Regions from separate parts of the Gossypium hirsutum genome. Here all the other regions are linked to region 2. A link is a contact called in public Hi-C data. All regions are on one chromosome and are shown on one strand. The core of a region is the stretch at or near the end of the contact, and the rest is flanking DNA. Distances in the headings are between cores, read along the strand shown. Region 1 holds the start of LOC121218313 (reticulon-like protein B21). Region 2 holds the start of LOC107901583 (bHLH transcription factor RHL1). Region 3 holds the start of LOC121218314 (formin-like protein 13).

Region 1 (4,388 bases), core at 1,757-4,256, 130 kb after region 2:
CTAGTCTAACCCGGTTCCTTTTTTTATTGTTTTTTAAACCATAAAATGAGTTTTTAAGATGTGTTCAGGTCCAATCCATGAGTTTGTATAATATATGATTGATGGGAGATAACTGGGGTGGGAAATTTTACCGTAGGCAGTTAATTGGTGGGAATAAGAAGAGCAGACTTTTGGAACAGTGAAAACTCCAAAAAACCCTACAATCAACAACAAAACCATGCCTCAGTTAAAAGGTAAAAACATGCAGTCATTTAGATCTCATTTTCACTGAAACAATTTAACTGTTGTGTTTTATATAGTTGTTATTTACTTCAGCCATGATTGTCTAACATGCTTGTACTTACAAGGTCAAATTTTAGCTTTATCCCTCTATTATACTTAAAACTTAAATTTAATCTTTGTACTTTAATTTGACATAATTTTTTACTTTTATAATGTCTCGGTCAAAATAGTTAATTATTTCAATTAAAATATTGACATAACCTTTTTTTGAAAACCATTCACTCCAATACCCAAAAAAATCATTTTTTTAATATATACCATTATAATTATCGATATTTATACTATTGCACTTTGTGTGACTGAGTTAGATATCTTGAGTTGATGACAACAATTCAGTTGGTGAAAGTAAACAAAATCAATAAATTTGTAAAATTCAAAAGTAAACTGGATTAATTAAGTGTTTTAATTTTAAATTTTATTTTAAGAAATAATTTATTTTAAATATCTAGCCTTTACCTTCAATTTTTTTTAAGAAATAATTATTTTAAATATTATTTTTTCTTAAATAAAAAAATTTATGTCAAATATTTTTTTCACCCATATTGTTGTGTATATGACAAATTGTTGCAAAAGTAAAAGATTGAATTATGTCAAATTATGCTAATAAGGATTAAATATCAAATTTGAGTATAATCGAGGGACCAAAATATAATTTGACCTAAAACTCATGATCTCAACCAAGAGAAAAAAAAAACACCTTACCCAATTTAGCCATTTTCCAGACAGTTATGGAGCTGCCACATCTGGCCAAAACAAACAGTAGCACTGCCAACTGCAAATGGTCCCAATTGATCAACTTTCTTTAAAAATCAAAACCAAATGGTTGAAAAAAAACAATGGGAAATTTACCTTCATTGTAGTATAAGGATCACCAGAAAAAAGTGCTCTCAGCTTTAATAAGAACTCGTTCAAATAAGGAAGAACCAATTTAAGTACCCAAATTGCTTCTTCTTCTCCAACCACACACCTTGATTCATCTACATCCACAACTCCCCTGCATTATCATAGAAAGTTAGGGGGGGGGAAGGTCTTTATTCGTTCATTAATGGCATCTAATGCAATGTGTTTACCTGCAGATGATTGATCTGTAAAGGAATATAGCAGCAAGGTAAACAAGTCCCACATAGGAAGTTACTGTAATGCAGCTGTTGAAACATTGAACAAGGAGTTTTAGTGATGGACTCAAAAAAGATTAGAAAGGAAAAAGGATGACAAATGTGAGACCTGATGTCGAGGTCTTGTGTGTAAGATGATGAAATGATGATGAATGTTCCGACCCCGAAGATTAATGCCGATTTCGATACATCCCTCCACATTACTAAATCAACTGAAAAGATGAAAAGGGTTTAATAAAGTTGCAGCTATGGAATTCATTGATGTTGTTTCCAAGGAATGGAATCAGTTAAATGTACCTAAATTGTGCAATTGGTTCTGAGTTTGTGGGAAACTTTGATAATGGTAATCGTCATCTGCAATTTATTCCAAGCAATAAGGCCATTAGCAACATTCATTTAGCACTAAAAAAGAGTTGCTTATCTCAATATAGCATCAAATGGGAACACAAAACTTACAAAGGGTAGCATGCTTTACAACTGGTGGTGGCTGCTTGTTCAGAGTTGGAGAAAATGGTGCAGCTTTGATAGGGAATTGGCTAGTTTTCTTCACTCCATTAGTAACTTTGCTAGGCTTGTTATCTTCTTGCAACTTTTTCACTTCATTAACAGCTTTATTGGGCTTTATTTCATTAGCAATTTTGTTAGGCTTCTTCTCCACCTCTGGTACATTCATTTCCTTAATGTCAAAGCTTGTCTTTTCATCCCCAACTTCCTCCATTTCTTCATCTTCTTCATCATCACCATTGCTTGAAATGACCATTTCTTGGCACACACCACACTCTTTGCAATGCTCCTCACAGTCAGATTCATCCTTCAAGTTTTCATTTGAGTCCTTGTCACTCCCTTCAATCTTTTCATCATCAAAAACTAAAACTTTATCATCATTTCCATTTTCATCACAAGATTGAGCTGAGGCCTTCACTGAATTCCCCTCTAATCCCTCGCCTGATTCAATACCATCTTTGCTGCTCATCTCAACACCCTTTTTAGCAACATCAGATCTTAACTTCTTACTATGAATTGGGGTTCTCTCAATTCCATCAACAGATTTACTAAGATCCCTAATCCCTTTCTTGACTTGAGTAGGAGAAACCTTCTTAATCCCATCAACAGACAAGCTCAAGTCTTTGCAATGCTCCATGGATCTTCCTTTAGCTACCCTAATTGGGTTCTTCTCCAACCCTTCAAAGCTTTCACTTTTCCATGTCTTTCTCTTCCCACTAACACCTACAACCCCAAAGGTTTGCCCTTTCTTCAAGCTCAACCTTTTATCACCACCAGCATTGTTTCCCTCACCATTGCCGTTTTCTTCTTCATTGAAGACCTTGATCCCACCTTTGAATTCATTACTTTTCATCCTGGTTTCCCGCACTGAGCCTGCAACAACACTGCTTTTACCTCCTGTTCTTCTGCTATTGCTCGAATCCATCTCTTTTGCCCTCCTATTTATCTCACTTTCTATTTACCCTTTGTGGGAAACAACTCCTACTGGGACCTGGATGTCACAATTATTGGATAAGAAGCTTTAAATTGAAGAAATGGAGGTCTTTGTGGGATCAAACGATGACAGAAAAAAGAGAGGTATATATGAGTGAATTGCCAGGGAAGGCGGGGGGGGGGGGGGGAGAGGGTTTCTTTCATTTTTTACTCGGGTTTAATTTTGCTCTCAGCCCCTATTCTTTTAAGACTTTTAAAATTTAATCCCTGTACAATTCTAATTGATAACATAAAGGGTAGATTTCTGTTAAATTTTATTAATGTGTGGCCTTTTGATATTTAGAGTTCTTACTTAAAAAAGAAAGTTAAGTTGATATCACATATTCAAATAAAATAGTCTTATTAATTAGACTTGATTTTTAGTCCAACAAAAATGTGGCATATGTCGTTTTCTTTTTTTTAAGGAACATGTGTCATTTTTTATGGATAATCTTTTCAATAAAATGAGATAAAAATAATAGTTTATATACTAAAATGAGAAAAAAAAAAGAGTTTAAATAATAAAGTGAAGAAACCGTTATATTTGGAGACTTAAATCATGAATTAAACCTAGTTGTTAAATTAGACTAGTAGAAAGGTTAAATTCTTGAAATTAAAAACAAAGGACTGAATATCAAAATTCTAAAAAGTACAGGGACTGAAAGGGAAGATTAGACCTTTTGATTATTGTTGGATTTTGGGTAAAGAGAAATATAAGATTTTACATACATGGTGGGGTTCAATGATTAGAGGGCTTTCTTTTTCTTTTTGCATAAGTATTCTCTCTTTTTCAGTATCAAAAGGATATGTAAGACCGTGAGTTGACACTGCAATTTCACATTGTCCTTACTGAAAAAGAGCTTACTTTGGATCTGAGGCAACAAAAAAAATTGGGACCTTATCAAATTTTGTGCATATGAATAACAAAGTCCCAAAAATGTCAAAATTATGGTTTTGGTTCCTACTAGATTTAAATTTTAATACATGTACTATAATTTATTTTTTATTTTTATAATATAATTAGTTAATTTAAATAATTATCGCATTTAACTATTTTGATCAAAATATCAACTTGGAATTTTGTTAAAATCAATATGTTGGAAGAGATGTACTATTTCCTACTGCAATGATTCAACATTTTAGATAATGTCACACGCAAATTATGAGGAAAAATATTTTTACAAAAAAAAATATTTAAAAACAAATAAAATATTAGGTGAAATGGTAAAATAGTTTTACGTATATTACACCTTCACGATAAATTTATAAAAATATTTAATGTAAAATTTAATAATATTTATCGCTTTGTAAAAAAAATAAAATTTTAATTAACATCTAGTTAAGTGGGGCATAAGCGAGGAATGTTTCAGTGGAAATCCAATTAGCACATGTAAAAGCTTTTTGTAAATGGGAAGTTGTTGCGACTAAAAATATTTTATATATAATGAAATCTAATTTCCATTTTTTATGTTTAAATTAAGATTGAATTTTTTTATAATAGTATTAGTAAGTTTA
Region 2 (4,461 bases), core at 1,073-3,572:
TAAACCTTCTTGGATATTCCCCAACAAGCTTAATTGAAAGCCGAACATGGATAAACCAAAGGGAGAAAGGGAACATGGAACCAATTTGGTTTGGGTAAAGTTGAGGGTAAGTTTCATTCGGTGGTCGTTTTAATCATTGAGAGTATACAGCTCGTTTGAAAATTTCGTGAAACAACGTAGCTTCAAGAGGGCGAGAATGTTGTAGGTAAGATAGATAAGGTGGTCGTGGGGGTTAGTTAAGAGGTTAAGGGAACGAGTTCGGGAAACTTTGTTGAGGGTAGACTGCCACAAGTTATGACTGGCGAGTTCTTCGAGTAAGGAGAGCTTATGGACTAGGTTATTGAGAGATCCAAATTGATTCGTTAAAGCGATGATGGATGATGGATGATGGATGATGAGGGATCATAATTATGGGGTGAGAATATTCGAAGTAAGTTATATTTTTGTTTTAGCTTTTGCATTTTCTTTTTTCGTAAACATAAAAAAATTTAACAAATGGAAAGCATAGAAAAACTACGTTAAAAGAGATGGAGAATGTAGAAAAAAAAGGGAGAAACAGAAAAGAATGGAAAATAAAAACAAAAAAATGAAAGTTAAAAGAACATAAAAGAAAAAAAATTAAATTTCTCAAAACGAAAAAAATATGGGGATCAATTATATAATTTAACCTAATTTTTTTGTTTGAAATGATGATTTAATGTACCATGTCAGCTTACTGTTACACCGTTAACGACAATTGACTAAAATATTACAACACATTAACATAAGTAACTAAAACATAACATGTTAAACACAAGTGACTAAAATCTAAGCTGAGGTACAAAAAAAGTGATTATTTTGGTAGTTTACACTTTTTGTATTGGTTTAATATATTTATCATATCGATTTAAAATACTTTATATATTAATATATATTCAATTATTAAATTTTTTTATGTAAAAATAGGTAGAAATTTTAAATTTACATCAAACTTGACATTAATGGTCTACATGAATAGATTATGAAATATAACAGTTGAATAATATATACTATATTAGTGTATCTCTCCCCATAATTATAATAGATTCATTTTTTTTAATTTCCACGTTAACACTTTAATAAAAATAATTAATTAACAGCGTTAATATATTTATATTAACTAATAATAAGCATCAAACTATATTAAATTAAAATATAAACAGTAAAGCATATTTTTTTAACATAGTGGAGGAACTAAAATCATCATTTAAGTTTTGTAATATGATTGGAAATAATTCAAAATATGTTGCTAATAAGATTTGAGATTTAATTTAAAATTAAATCTTTTAAATTTTTAAAAAAAATTGGTATAATCTTTAACATGCTATTTTTTTTTCAGAATTTGTTTACTATAAGATATATTTATTAAGGGGTTTCAAAAAATATATATTTTTATTAATTCTTTTAGGAAGTATTAGATTAAATTTTAAATTATATTGCAGCTTAATACATATTAAACTTATTTAAAATTTAACCATATAATAATTTTTGAAATAAATATATTAAAATACGTGTTTATTTAAAACAACATTAGTGGCAAAAATAATATAATGTAAGCATAAGAGCTTAGATTCGGTCCTAAATAATTTTATTCCTCTTCCCCAATTATCAAAAAATAAAATAAAATCTACTTATATTTTATTTGACTTAACGAGATAATCTCAAAAATTAAAAATACATTTCTAATAAAGTAATTATGAATCAAACATATTAATATAATTTTCTCATAATTTTAATAAAATAACTAAAATTACTCATATATCTTAAATATGGAACTTCATTCAATTACAAAATCCGCCACATATTTTGACTTTACAAATGCTTTCATGTTCATTTAAATGAGCTTTGGCTCACGCGCTTCTAGTGGGTTGTTGGAAAAAGGAGTTTTGGCTTTCAACATCACATAAGTAGATATGAAGAAGGGAAAGCATTGAAATTTCAAAACTCAACAATCTTTAATCCCTAAATTTGAAGGCATTTTCAATTTGGTCCTTATATTCTTTTACACATTAGTTTTAAATTTTGGTAAATTTTATTCTTAATTTTGTATTCTATTAAGATATGGTGATGTGACACATCATCACTTAAATTCTTTCAAAAAAATTGTATAAATTTTAAAATACAAAGATATAATCTCAAAGTGTAATATCATTATTCCTTAACATAATCCAAATTTAGAAAAGTGAAAAATTTTTCAAACTCCAAAGTTTATTGTGGATTAAAAAAATTTAGGGACCAATCTGGAAAAATTGACAAATTCATGTACTAAATATTGCTTTATCCCAACTCCAAAACAATACCAAAACAAAACTACAAAAGCTATGCATACAGAGCTCCTCTCTATATTTAGTAAATCCAAACCCCAAAGCAAAAAGAAAAAAAGAGAAACTCGTCCCTTCATCTTCAATCTCATTCATCATCAAAGCAAAAAAAAACCCCTAATTATGCAGCCTTGTAGTCGTGAAATGCAAGCAATGAACTCTCTCTTAAACCCGACCCAACAAATCCCTCTCCAAGACCTTCAGATCAACGGTAACAGACACCACCATCAACAGATCCACGTCCCATCATCATCGCAGTTCCAGTATCCCACACCCACTTCAACAACCCACCATGACGACAGCTTCTTAGAACAAATACTCTCCTCCACCACGTCCTTCCCGTGGTCCGACGAAACGGGTCCTCCCAACCCCGAGGATAACAATAACGCCGGATTCAACTACGATGACATGGTTCTAGCTTCCAAGCTTCGACAGCATCAAATCAACGGCGGAGCTGCTGGTAACCCTTTTGCCGCTATGAAGATGATGTTGATGATGCAACAACAACAACAGCAACAGCAGATGATGTTAGCGGGAAGACCCACGGTTGCCTCCGCCGCCGCCGGAGGCGGAATCACCACCAATCATCAGGTTCACATTAGCTTTCACTTAGGGTAATATAAATATTGGCATGTATATTAATATGAATGATTTTATATATAATATGTTGCAGGGTGGAGAGGGTTCCATGCAAGCTTTGTATAATGTTTTTGGCGACGGATCTTTGCATGGAACTATGCAGGCGAAAAGCTTTGTGGGGGCTAATTCAGCAACAGAGATGACCCAAAGTCAGGGAAGTGGTCCGACGGCCGGAGAAGCGGTGACGGCGCCGGAAAAGCCTAAACAAAGAGTTAGGGCAAGGAGGGGTCAGGCTACTGACCCGCACAGTATCGCGGAAAGAGTAAGAGAAACATTTCTTAAATCAGTTTTTTTCAAGAAATCAAATGGATTTAAAATGATTTGTTTTGCAGCTACGTAGAGTTAGAATTGCAGAGAGAATGAAAGCTCTTCAAGAACTGGTTCCCAACGCCAACAAGGTACAGTTTCATTTTTTTTTAATGATTAGGAGCTTCAATGGCTCCGGTCACCGGCTCTCATTTGGTCAACTCCATCTTACGCGTAAGCTGGACAGGTGTCGATAGTAGGATAAATAAATCGTCACAGTGCAGTGTCTTTAATATTGCTCTCTGACTCTTTTATTTTAATTATATATAAACCATCCGGTTTTGGGAAAGGCCTAAAGAAACAAATCAATAATTGCAATTAATTAATTTGGTGAAATTATGGCTTAGTCCCTCCATTATGTTCAAATTTACAGATTTTCGCCATTAGCAAGTTTGGTTAAAACGTAGGCATTGATTTGATTTCTTCAGAAATAATCCTTTTGATGCTAAAAAAAGTTAATGTGGGCATAGTTTTTAAGGAAAAACTCACTTTTAAACGGATAATTAATTATGTTAATTATTTAGCCACTGATATTATGAAAAAGGGAGTAAATTAAAATATTCAATTTGAACAAAGTGGAAGACCTAAAAATAGGATTAAACCCATTAATTTAAACAAAAAGGAGTGTGTAATTAAAATTTGAATATTTAAACTGACTAATTAGTATTTTAATGGATGTGGGATTTGGATTTGACAGACAGATAAAGCTTCAATGCTTGATGAGATCATCGACTATGTCAAATTCCTCCAGCTCCAAGTGAAGGTTTAAATTTTTTTCTATTAATTAAGATTCCTGTCAGTCTGTCTTGGTTGACATGATTTATTTAATGTGTTTATTAATCATTATTTTTTAAAAATCCAATTTGTTGTATGGGCATCCCTGAAATCCATTTCTTTTGCTTTTTCCAGGTTCTGAGTATGAGCAGATTGGGTGGTGCTGCTGCTGTTGCTCCCCTTGTTTCTGAGGTAATTACTCTCATGATTAAAATTTGCGCTAATTTATTTTGTTAAAAAAATTTGAGAAATTTTTACATGTGACTATGATGAAAAATCTTGTCTTGTTCTTGTTTAAATCATTCCTTGTCTGAAATCCGACCATATCTCAATCACATAAAAAACGACAAAAACAAAAGTAGCACGCGTGCCATCACTTTTATAGATTCCTTTTCATTTTTGG
Region 3 (4,247 bases), core at 1,427-3,926, 160 kb after region 2:
TCCTACAGACATACTGTAGATACCTCAATTGTGAAGGCACCGGATTCAGGGGTGAAAACAACTGCAAAACCTCACGAGGAGCTTGCCTGTATATCATGTCCAACGTCTTCTGCTCTCCACTGTACTGCTTCCTATATAACAGCAATGCAGCCAACACAAAGACCAATACAGGCCAACCGCCCCTTTCGCAATGCATTAGTAAAAAATTATGCTGACCGAGTGAGAGCCAGCTTTCGCACGATCTCAGAAAATGGTGGACCACCTCCATTGCAATTAACGGACACCCTTCGTAGTGACGTGGGTAATCCATTATTGTCATATCATACTTGGACAGTAATTCAGCAATCGAGCTTTGTGTTTCTCCTTCGCGAAAATTGAAGACCAAGAACGAAGCATCGGGGAAGTGTTCTTGAAGATTAGTAACTATTCCCTCTATGTAGACTTTGTAGTTCTCTTCTTCCCAAGCATCAATGGTAAAGCAGTAATCAAAAACTATACGCCACCACGAAAGCACACAATTTATCAGACACTAAATGTAAGATACACAGCTACAATTTCAAGTAATAAAACTTTCCAACAAGAAATAAACTAGAATTCATTTAACTATACTATAGTTCTTTTGTAATCACTTAAAACAGATAACTCACAGGCGAACTTCGCATTTCCTTCCCTAATCTCCTAAGCAACCAAACAGAACTCATATTCTAAAAAACAGCAATCTTCTCAAAATTTACATTTAATCACCCAGATATTAATCATTTCCTAAGTGACCAATATTTCCACATCTCAAAAAGGTAAGATAACTGAAAGCCCAAAAAAAAACCATAAATTGCAGAAAGCCAAGAAGACAAAAACGCACCGTAGACACCTTCACAGATTTCCAGAAGCCTATCAGGCGGCTTCTTGTAAAACAGTTTGCTAAACAATCCCATGTCTTTGCTCCAGAATCCTTTGAAACACAAACAACTAAATCATACTCCAAAAACAGTTGACAAATAGTAAAAAAAAAAACAAATCAAAGAAGAAGAAAAGAGAGCTTGCCCTTGAAGTAAACAGTTTCTTTAAATCTTTCAGGCTTGATGTTGAAGGAAACGATTTGGTGGGTGCCTTTTTTTTTCTTGTTTTTCTAGTAAACTTCAAAATAATGATTGGGTTTTTGATAAAACAGAGAAAAAAGAGGGGTAATGTTACCTTGTTTATGCAATACACCAAAAAAGGTTTCACCTTTCTTTGTAGCTGACAAGTAAGAGGCAAAATATGTCATTTGTCACTCACCAGCTCATCCTTTTATTGACGTGGACACCGTCTCTCGCCGACAAATCACTTGTTTATCGGGTTTTCTTATTTTGTGGGAAAAAAGGATTGGGTTTTCTTTTTTTTTTCTAGATACGAGTCTTCACAACTTTTTGACATTTTGGAAATTCTAACTCTCTTAAACACTTTCTAAATATCTTAAGTCTACCCTTTTGCTCAACCTTATTCTCAATTACGCATAGTTTATTTGACCAATTCTCCATCTTAGTATCCACCACCTACAGTTACACTTTAATGGAATAGAGTCTGCTCCAGTCTTCCCTTTGTTGTCTTTATACATTTGATTTCACTTATTGGTAACATTTCCTCCATCGATTAAAAAACCCTCTACAGGCTAAAGGAGGGAAGGGTGCTCTAAAGTTGCTTGCTTTCTGCATTTCTTACCCTGTGGCTTGCAAAATCTCAAATTCTATGTTTCTTTGTTTGGCATGCTCTGTTTCCTCGATGACTCATCAAATCTTCTTTGTTTTTACCTCTCTTTTCTTTTTTTTGGTTTGATTTTGAGGGTCCAAGTCATTAAGAGTCAAACTATTGTTTTCCATTCTTCTCCAGGTATAGAACTTTCTCTCTCATTTTTAATCTTTTCCATTACATTCAATAAGTTCAAGTTATGACCTATTAAGTAAAGTTTCTAGTTCATTTGCTGGTTTTAGTTTTGTTAGTTTGATGTATTTAGTGTTCTACACATTACTTGTTTTGAACGCCATTGCCGGTTGAGTATGGCAATTCAATTTCAGGTTTTCATACTGTCTCAGTCTCTTATGTAAAAATTATTAGTATCTATGATTCCAATAACTACGAAATTCTGAAAATGAATCGTTCACCCCGAGAGTACGAAGTTATAGTGTAATCAAGGAACATACAGATGGTATGACAACATTTTGCTTGCAAAATATGACATGAGGTAACTTTTAAAGCTAGGAACAATTAAGCCACCATGTTGCTCTAAATGGAAGTCTTTCCCTTTTAACTTCTTACCTTATACTTGGAACAACGCTCGGCAATATGATCGACTGAAAGAACTTCAAGAGGACAAGTGGCTAGTCTTTTTTATTTTAGTTCACCATATCAAATGTGAACCGTTTTGCCAAAAAATAAACCACATGGATTTATGAGAACAAATTTATCTCGGACATGAACTAAGCTTCTTGAGCTAAATGATGTTGGCTGAGTGGTTTCCTAGTAGATTGAGTCCTATCAGTTTGTATGCATGGCTGTCTTATATAGCTCAGAGTTGTTAGCCTTTGTGCTTGCTTGGTTAGCATTTAGTGTAGTATGAACCCTATATGTTATGTTACATTAAAGGGACATTTAGTTAAAGGAATGTAATATTATTTTTAGTAATAGAATTACTAGGTCGAATGTCGGTATCTTACTATTTGCTTCATTTGACTAGAATGTAGGATTGTGGTGTTTAGTTGACGGAATGTAAAGTCAACAAAAAGCAAATTTTACTAAATTGTTCTTGGCAATAATTTGTGTTTTAAAAAAATAAATTTAGTTCTTTTAAAATTTTTGGTCTTACTTTTCATACAATTATAATAAATTGTGATCATTATTGTTTTTATATAATTTATATATTAATAAGTAACTATATGATGTCAAAATAAATTTATAAATGGTAATTATAATCATAATTCATATACTAATAAATGAATAATTATAATAAATATAGTTTTAAGTTAGGACATCTACTTTTTCACCGTAAAGAAAATGAGAAACTTTTAATTTAAATATTACGAGATGTAATGTAAGATAATATGAACCAACTGCACCTTAAGGATGTTATAGACTCCCTTCCATACCTCATGCTTCAAGCTGCACGCATAAATTGCCTTGAATATGGTCTAAAAAATAATGCTTTGCCATAGTGGACCTGCTGAATGAATTTCTGGGCCTGAGCCAGATTGTGTTGATGAGAATTTCATTAAACAAGGGTGCCTTTGCTCCTCCTTTCATGGTTGGAGATAGTTGCTGATAACCAGATATCAGTTGTTACATATGTATATATGTGGACCACTATTAGCTGTTACAATTTACATATATAGATGAATCACCTTTTGCCCATTCTCTCACAGAACATCTTGTTTATGTTCTTTGGTTCGATGTCCTTTAAGAGACAGGGAGAATGCTGAATTTTATATCTTTGACATGGTTGAGATCCTCTGCCATGATATCAGTGTCCTCATCCCATCATACTCTCCAAGGATGCCAATCTTCAAGCAGCCTATGTATATTCAAGAGAATCAAGGACCGGTATGATTGGCAGCAGTTCAACTTTAGTTCATCAAGCTGCTCTTCTTTTGTTGATGTTAGATTAGAACTTCGATATATTATTACCAAAAAGAAAAATCATGCAAAAGCCAAGTGACTCTTTTTAAAATGGTTGATAGAACAACTTTTTGGTCATTTAGAATCTCTCTGGGAAGATGCTAATGAACATCTCTTTGCTGTTGATGTTGATGACAATATCTAAAGGAGGTTTTCATGGATTTGGCGTTTGATGAAGACAATAATGACAACAAGCCACCATGTTCACAATAAAGAACTATATTACATTGCTTTTGATGAAGTTGCCTCTGAAGAATCTTCTCCTACTATGCTTTGATATTTTTAAGACCTTGGGGTCCATTGCTTTTTTTGTGTTCTTCTGTATCTGTTAGCCATCACTTTCAGTTTCACAAGTGCTCATTCCTATGGTGAATCATTATTTTTCAACATATTCCCTATTTAACAGAAGAAGTAATAATATAGAGGAAATTTCCTGCACAATTGCTGTTGATTTTTGGCCGCCATGTTAGATTGACCTAATCTGCCAGTACTTTGCTTAAAAAAATATTAAAGAAAAAACATTCAGAGTATCTTCTTATATCTATATCTATATATATGTTCCTAAATCCTGACATTTGAACAATTAAGTCTTGATTGTAAAC

Evidence for each region. A called contact is a pair of places that touch in the nucleus more often than the background predicts.
Region 1: a Hi-C map of leaf shows a contact between it and region 2, with 2.8 times the contacts expected there. The contact joins the promoter of LOC121218313 here to the promoter of LOC107901583 in region 2. A contact is called at or near these places in 11 of 34 Hi-C or Micro-C datasets (anther, hypocotyl, leaf and 1 more).
Region 3: a contact with region 2 is called in a Hi-C map of seedling, with 1.9 times the contacts expected there. The contact joins the promoter of LOC121218314 here to the promoter of LOC107901583 in region 2. A contact is called at or near these places in 3 of 34 Hi-C or Micro-C datasets (leaf and seedling).

Annotation. Positions count from the first base shown.
Region 1 is chrD06:22,631,410-22,635,797 of Gossypium_hirsutum_v2.1, forward strand. LOC121218313 (reticulon-like protein B21) reads right to left here and starts at 3,007. Exons shown (of 9, transcript XM_041095373.1): 1 at 1,854-3,007; 2 at 1,695-1,751; 3 at 1,507-1,609; 4 at 1,353-1,427; 5 at 1,132-1,276; 6 at 985-1,054; 7 at 132-197. The coding sequence starts at 2,826.
Region 2 is chrD06:22,501,231-22,505,691 of Gossypium_hirsutum_v2.1, forward strand. LOC107901583 (bHLH transcription factor RHL1) reads left to right here and starts at 2,323. Exons shown (of 6, transcript XM_016827638.2): 1 at 2,323-2,930; 2 at 3,013-3,240; 3 at 3,311-3,376; 4 at 3,982-4,047; 5 at 4,194-4,250. The coding sequence starts at 2,340.
Region 3 is chrD06:22,665,758-22,670,004 of Gossypium_hirsutum_v2.1, forward strand. LOC121218314 (formin-like protein 13) reads right to left here and starts at 2,677. Exons shown (of 19, transcript XM_041095375.1): 1 at 1,192-2,677; 2 at 860-949; 3 at 1-492. The coding sequence starts at 1,264. It overlaps LOC121218315 (a long non-coding RNA gene), which reads left to right and starts at 2,931. Exons shown (of 2, transcript XR_005914546.1): 1 at 2,931-3,570; 2 at 3,793-4,171.